Regions from separate parts of the Mus musculus genome. Here region 2 is linked to region 1. The links are chromatin contacts, called in public Hi-C maps. All regions are on one chromosome and are shown on one strand. The core of a region is the stretch at or near the end of the contact, and the rest is flanking DNA. Distances in the headings are between cores, read along the strand shown.

The links. A called contact is a pair of places that touch in the nucleus more often than the background predicts.
Region 2: a contact with region 1 is called in a Hi-C map of pancreatic cancer cells, with 3 times the contacts expected there. The contact joins two enhancer-like sites. A contact is called at or near these places in 1 of 15 datasets of contacts at CTCF or cohesin (the NIH/3T3 cell line), 7 of 484 Hi-C or Micro-C datasets (the AML12 cell line, colorectal tumor organoids, nephron progenitors and 2 more) and 5 of 115 datasets of contacts at active chromatin or transcription factors (a beta-TC-6 cell line, a colorectal cancer cell line, embryonic fibroblasts and 2 more).

Annotation. Positions count from the first base shown.
Region 1 is chr8:31,371,907-31,374,606 of GRCm38.p6, reverse strand. The region is part of intron 1 of 7420700N18Rik (RIKEN cDNA 7420700N18 gene); the gene reads right to left. Among named protein-coding and RNA genes, the nearest start is that of 7420700N18Rik, 5.5 kb to the right of the region's middle. Within about 2 kb of position 1,261, at least 78 of the 459 cell types and tissues checked have an H3K27ac peak or open chromatin away from gene starts, as enhancers often do. A contact at or near this core is called in colorectal tumor organoids and pancreatic cancer cells, where this site is marked.
Region 2 is chr8:31,443,695-31,446,394 of GRCm38.p6, reverse strand. No RefSeq gene overlaps it. Among named protein-coding and RNA genes, the nearest start is that of 7420700N18Rik, 77 kb to the right of the region's middle. Within about 2 kb of position 1,319, at least 21 of the 459 cell types and tissues checked have an H3K27ac peak or open chromatin away from gene starts, as enhancers often do. A contact at or near this core is called in colorectal tumor organoids and pancreatic cancer cells, where this site is marked.

The DNA.
Region 1 (2,700 bases), core at 12-2,511:
CAGTCTTGTCCTCTAAAGTACAAAATAAACTCTTCTTAAAATGTGGATCAGTGCTGGCCCCACAGTACACTTACTGGTCCGTGGGAAGCATCTCCAAATTGGTGGGCATCGAGTAATGGATTTTTATCTGAGGTTATGCACTAATAATTAATACCATGAGACACTGAAGCTTACTAGTCATACTCTGCCAACTTTATAATGTATGTAAAATATAACAGAGGGTAAATAGGACATATATGTGTGTGTTGAAATATCATACTAAAACCTATTATTTTGTACTAATATACACTGGTTGCAAAAGAAAAAAAAAGAGAGAGAGAGAGACAGAAGGGATGGCTCACTCCACTGGCTGCTCTTGCACAGGACTTGGGTTCAGTTCCCAGCACCAACAGGGCAGCTCATGACCATCTGTAACTCAGTCTCAGGAAATGGATCCAATGCCTTTTCCTGGCCTCTGTGAGCACACAGTGCACAGACATGCAGGCAAATAGACACACATAAAATAAATCTTTAAAAAAAAAAAAAAAAGAAAGAAATTCACGATGGCCCATTACTTTCTAAATTCAACAAAATGGTTCAAGTTCAATGGTTTCATAAATATATTTAACCCTCCTTCTCCTAAGGAAACTCAGAGTTTGGATACCAGCCCTGTTGCTTGGCAGTTATAGCTTTGGGAAAGGTCAACTTCTATACAATTGAGATAGATAGATAGATAGATAGATAGATAGATAGATAGATAGATAGATAGATAGATAGATAGATAAATTTATTTCTACCTCATATGGTGTTATGAAGATTAAATGGCATAAAATATCCAAAGTAGTTGTAACTATGTCTACATTCTAGAAACTACTCAGTCAGAAACACACAATTTCTTGACGTGGAGTTTTCTAAAATGTCATTTCTCTCCAGGAGTCTTTTCCCACACCATAACCCACTGGTCTCTGGGAAGAATCTCTGAGTGAGCCTAACAACGTCCTATACGGATGTGAAACAGTACCAGGCAACTCACTGTTGCAACAAAACAAAACAAAGTGACCGTTTGTGCTGTCTCATTTCAATGGCAGATCCAAACAGTATCTGTGCCACTTCTCCTTCGGAATTCTAAAAATGTGGAAAGCCCCAGTAATCAAACACCCTAAGAGAATGACTCAGCTGAAAGCCTGGATCTGCTCCAATCTAAGATCTGAGAAGACCTAGCTTATGCCCTGCCTCTGACACACAGGGACTTTCCTCCTGCCTCTGACCTGTGTCTTGTAACTGACCTTCAGCTTCAACTTCACAGCTATGTGGTCAATGTCCCTTGAAATGTCCACTCAGTCTGAATCAATTATTCATCAGCTTCCTAGGTGGTGCTGTGATGCAGTTGCCAAGTATGCCCTAATAAACATCTTGGTTACAGGAATGGGTTCGGTCTGACAATGCTAGAGTTGCATATATCCTTTCCAGGCACTATTATGGGCAATGATCCCCTCACCCCCACCATCACCACCACTTCAATGGTCAGTTAGTTTTACTGGAATGCTGTTGCTCTGTTCCACCTCAGAGAGCTGGAGACTTTTGTAGAATGGACAAATGTAAAATATCTACACAGTCTTGCTTCATGTCCCTCCAAGGGAAATAGGGGTCTGCTTCCAAAATACATGGACTGCAGCATCTTGGAGGCTTTAGTTGGAGAAAGAATAATGGCCTTCCTCCTGGGAAATTCCTGGTGAATTGGCATCATTGGAATTTCTTCAGCCAGCTGTCTTAATGACCCATACACCCCCCCCCCAAGATATCACTGTGTTAATTATATAGACTGAGCATATTTGAGATGATAATAATAGCATTACCCTCTGTTGACATGTCATTTCGGTTTCCTCTTACCTTTTGCACTATATATGCACATTGGAGTGTATGTCTGCGGGTGGGGGGTAGGGTGGTTGTATTCAGGCTCAAAAAAGTCTCCACAGTATATAATCTGTTCATTTTGAGTCAGTTACAGCCTACTCCTTAAATCATTTCCTTAATTGGTTCCTGATCTCCTTACTAATCACTGGCTGATGCACAATACTGCCACCTTCAGGTAGTTCTAGGAAATACCATTTGATAAGGGGGAAAAAATGTTAACATTGGTATGAGGCTGGAGTGAGTACCCACAAGAAATGGACAAAACAATATTTGTTTGCATTGCAAGCTGGGAAAGAAAGGACTGTGCTGTTGGGATGTCCCAACAATTGTGAGGAGGGAATTTTGGTTGTTTTAAGGGAAGCAAAGTAAAAGCAGGCATTTGTGAGAGTTCTTGGGGGTTTCCATGAGAGTGGGATGAGCGTCCCAGCTCCAAATGCTTAAGGAGCTGCTACTCAGAAATGAAATGTCAGCTGGCATAGCTTTCTCACTGTTGGCCACACTGCCTGAGATATGTGTGTTTCTGCGGACGTGCTTTTTGTCACCAAGGTCACTTTGAGGTCCTTCTGCCTCCTGGTTTTCTTTTGTGTCTGAATGTCACCAGTGTTCTTTCTGATGATCCCACATTAGTGTGCAATCAAAAGACATTTTTGTCCCACTCAGTGGGACTGCAAATGAATGGTGCAGCTCACAGAAGCCTAGGAGCATTTTGCTTTGATCTCTAAGTAGCTCAGCCTTCCAATGGCTCTGACTCTATCACGGGCACGTTCTGCTCAAATGTCTGCGAATCGGTGACAGCCATTAAACAAG
Region 2 (2,700 bases), core at 70-2,569, 72 kb before region 1:
TTGAGGGGAATCTAATCAAGATTCTAAAGTCAAATATTTGAAAAACATACTCTTCTCTATAAGAAATTCTCCTTTCCCCCTCTCCTGACATCTATTCATTCGTGTACATGCAGACTTTTTTATAAATTAATTATTATATGTATTTATATCCCCAAAACTGACCCCTCCCAGTCCCCACTCTCAGAGTTCTTCCCCCAATTGCTCCTCCCCTTCACCTTTGAGAGGATGCTCCCCCAGGTGTCCCCACACACAGGGGCATCAAGTCTCTACAGGATTAGGCATATCCTATTCCACTGAGGCCAGACAAGACAGCCCTTTGCTCCATATATGCAGGGAGTGGGGGACCTTGGACCAGCCCCTGTATGCTCTTTGGTTGGTTGTTCCGTCTCTGGGATCTCCCAGAGGTCCAGGTTAGGTGACACTATTGGTCTTCCTATGGGATTCCCATCCCCTTTAGTTCCTTCAATACTTCCTCTAACTTACACAGGGATGTCTGGCCTTCACCCCATGCTTGGCTGTGGGTATCTACATCCGTTTCAGTCAGCTGCTGGGTGTAAACCAAGCCTGGTACAGAAAGAAGAGAAGAGCTTGACCTCGAACCCAACTGAGACTTTGCATTCTGCTTCTAAACTGGTAAACATGGTAAAGGACACATCAAAGATGGGGTCACTACAATGCAGGTATGGGGAGCTTCGAAGGGTAAGCCTGCTTCCGTAGACAATAAATGGCAGGTATGTAAGGGGGGCTTCGCGGTAAAACAACAGAGTGAGATATTGAGAAACACAGATTCACGTCATTATAGAGAGAGCTGTAGGCTAGTCCAAATACCAGACTGAACCTGATCAAGGAACATTAATATTTTAAGAGTGAAACTATTTCTGGCCATACTTCCAAAAAGTGTTCTTACCCTTCAAATATTCATACTAGTGTATTTAAGTAGACTTGTACAAGTTTGTTTCACAGTAACTCATGGTAGAGTGGATTCAGGGGAGCTAGAGAGAAAACAGGGTTGTGAGGAACTTGATTGCTGGAGTTACATGTCTGAGCAGGAGGGTGCATTGCACTTTTTACATACATTTTGATTTCCCATATTAAAATGCTTTAAAAGGCTAACTGAATCTTACTGAGGTAACTGAATAAATAATCATTTCTTCAACTAACTGTGTTGATGTAATGTAGACTTAGTGTGAGTAAGAAATTGATTGATTCTTTCCTTTATTTACCAAGTGCAAAAAAGCAAAGAGACACAGTGACTAATGCTGATATAAGTTGCACAGTGCCTCTCACCACAGAAGCTGTTTGCTTGGTGCTACACCACAGAGAGGAGAGAAAAATGCAGCACATTGTCCTTTGATCTGAGGAAGAAAGGCTGCTTAATTCTCTGGCAGAGAAGTAAAGAAAATACACTGAATGGCCCACCCTTGCTTTGAAACATAAGCTCTTTGAGCCATTATTCAGGTTGCTGTGCAGAGAATGTAGCAGACCCTACAACCTACGGGAGATGAGCTGCAGCTAGAATGTATAGAATGTATCTAATACCATCTATTCTACTGAGTTACAGCAACACATGGAAGGATACGCAGAACAGATAGATTCTGTAAAGTTTTCTACCTTTTTAAAATATCTCATATAAAGAAGTTAAATTTATGCACCAGACACAGGGCTGTTTGTTATGGTTCTCTTCATTTCCCTTTTCTAATCTCCTTACTATGACAAACGTTTAAAGTTTTGGTGAACTTGTTTCCATTCATTTGAGAGTTAGAATAAATATAATCAATACACTTATTAACTCCCCAGGAGCCAGAGAGAGTCTTCTGCAAGTACTGATTGACAGAACCATGGAAGGGCTTCTTTCTCTACTTCCCCTTACTATATCCCACAATATCCGCTACAATGCAGGAAAAGAAGCTGAAAATGTCATCAGATCACCAAGTGTCCAGGTTAAAAGTATGAACATGTTCAGGAAGTTCAGATATCAGCTGCCACTCAGCTGAATGTATCACATAATATGTTTTATCTGTGTGTGTGAGCCCATCTATTCTTTCCAATATGAGACCTTCTCCCTGGTGAGATTTGCATGTGCTTTGCCATTAATGCTCATGTCCTCTGAACATTGTAGATAAACTGAAGGCATAGCATGACTCGCACATACCTGCGCTGCAATTGTTCGAATGCATACTGCCTCAGATTGATTAGATAATGGCTCAGCTTACAATTTCTGATACACAGTTAGTAGAAACCATACTTCAGACTTTCAGTATGATCACTTCACAAGGTAATGAGTGATACATGGTATTGAGGGAAAGCAGAAAGATATGGAGAATTACAGGAACATGAGATGAATAAAAGAGCCCTCATTCCCAAGTCTGGCTGAAGCATCTCACTAGCTGAGAATCAGGAATTCCAGGACAATTAACATTTGCTGTGAGGTTGCCAACATTGAGACAATATTTCTTTTATATAGAAATATTTCAAAATAGGAATGTTTAAAAAAAGCAATAAACCAGGCTCAGGCTTGAGCATTTATGACCTCAAATGTGACCTGGCTCCTCTTCTGGATATTTTCTAAGAACCTCACAAACAAGACTATTAACTTTTTTACATGCTGAAAAGAGAATAAATTATTCACTCTCTCTGTAGTTCTATTTACATCCAGCCAAATACATGAGCTTCATTCTAATTCCAGAGTTATAGAAAAAC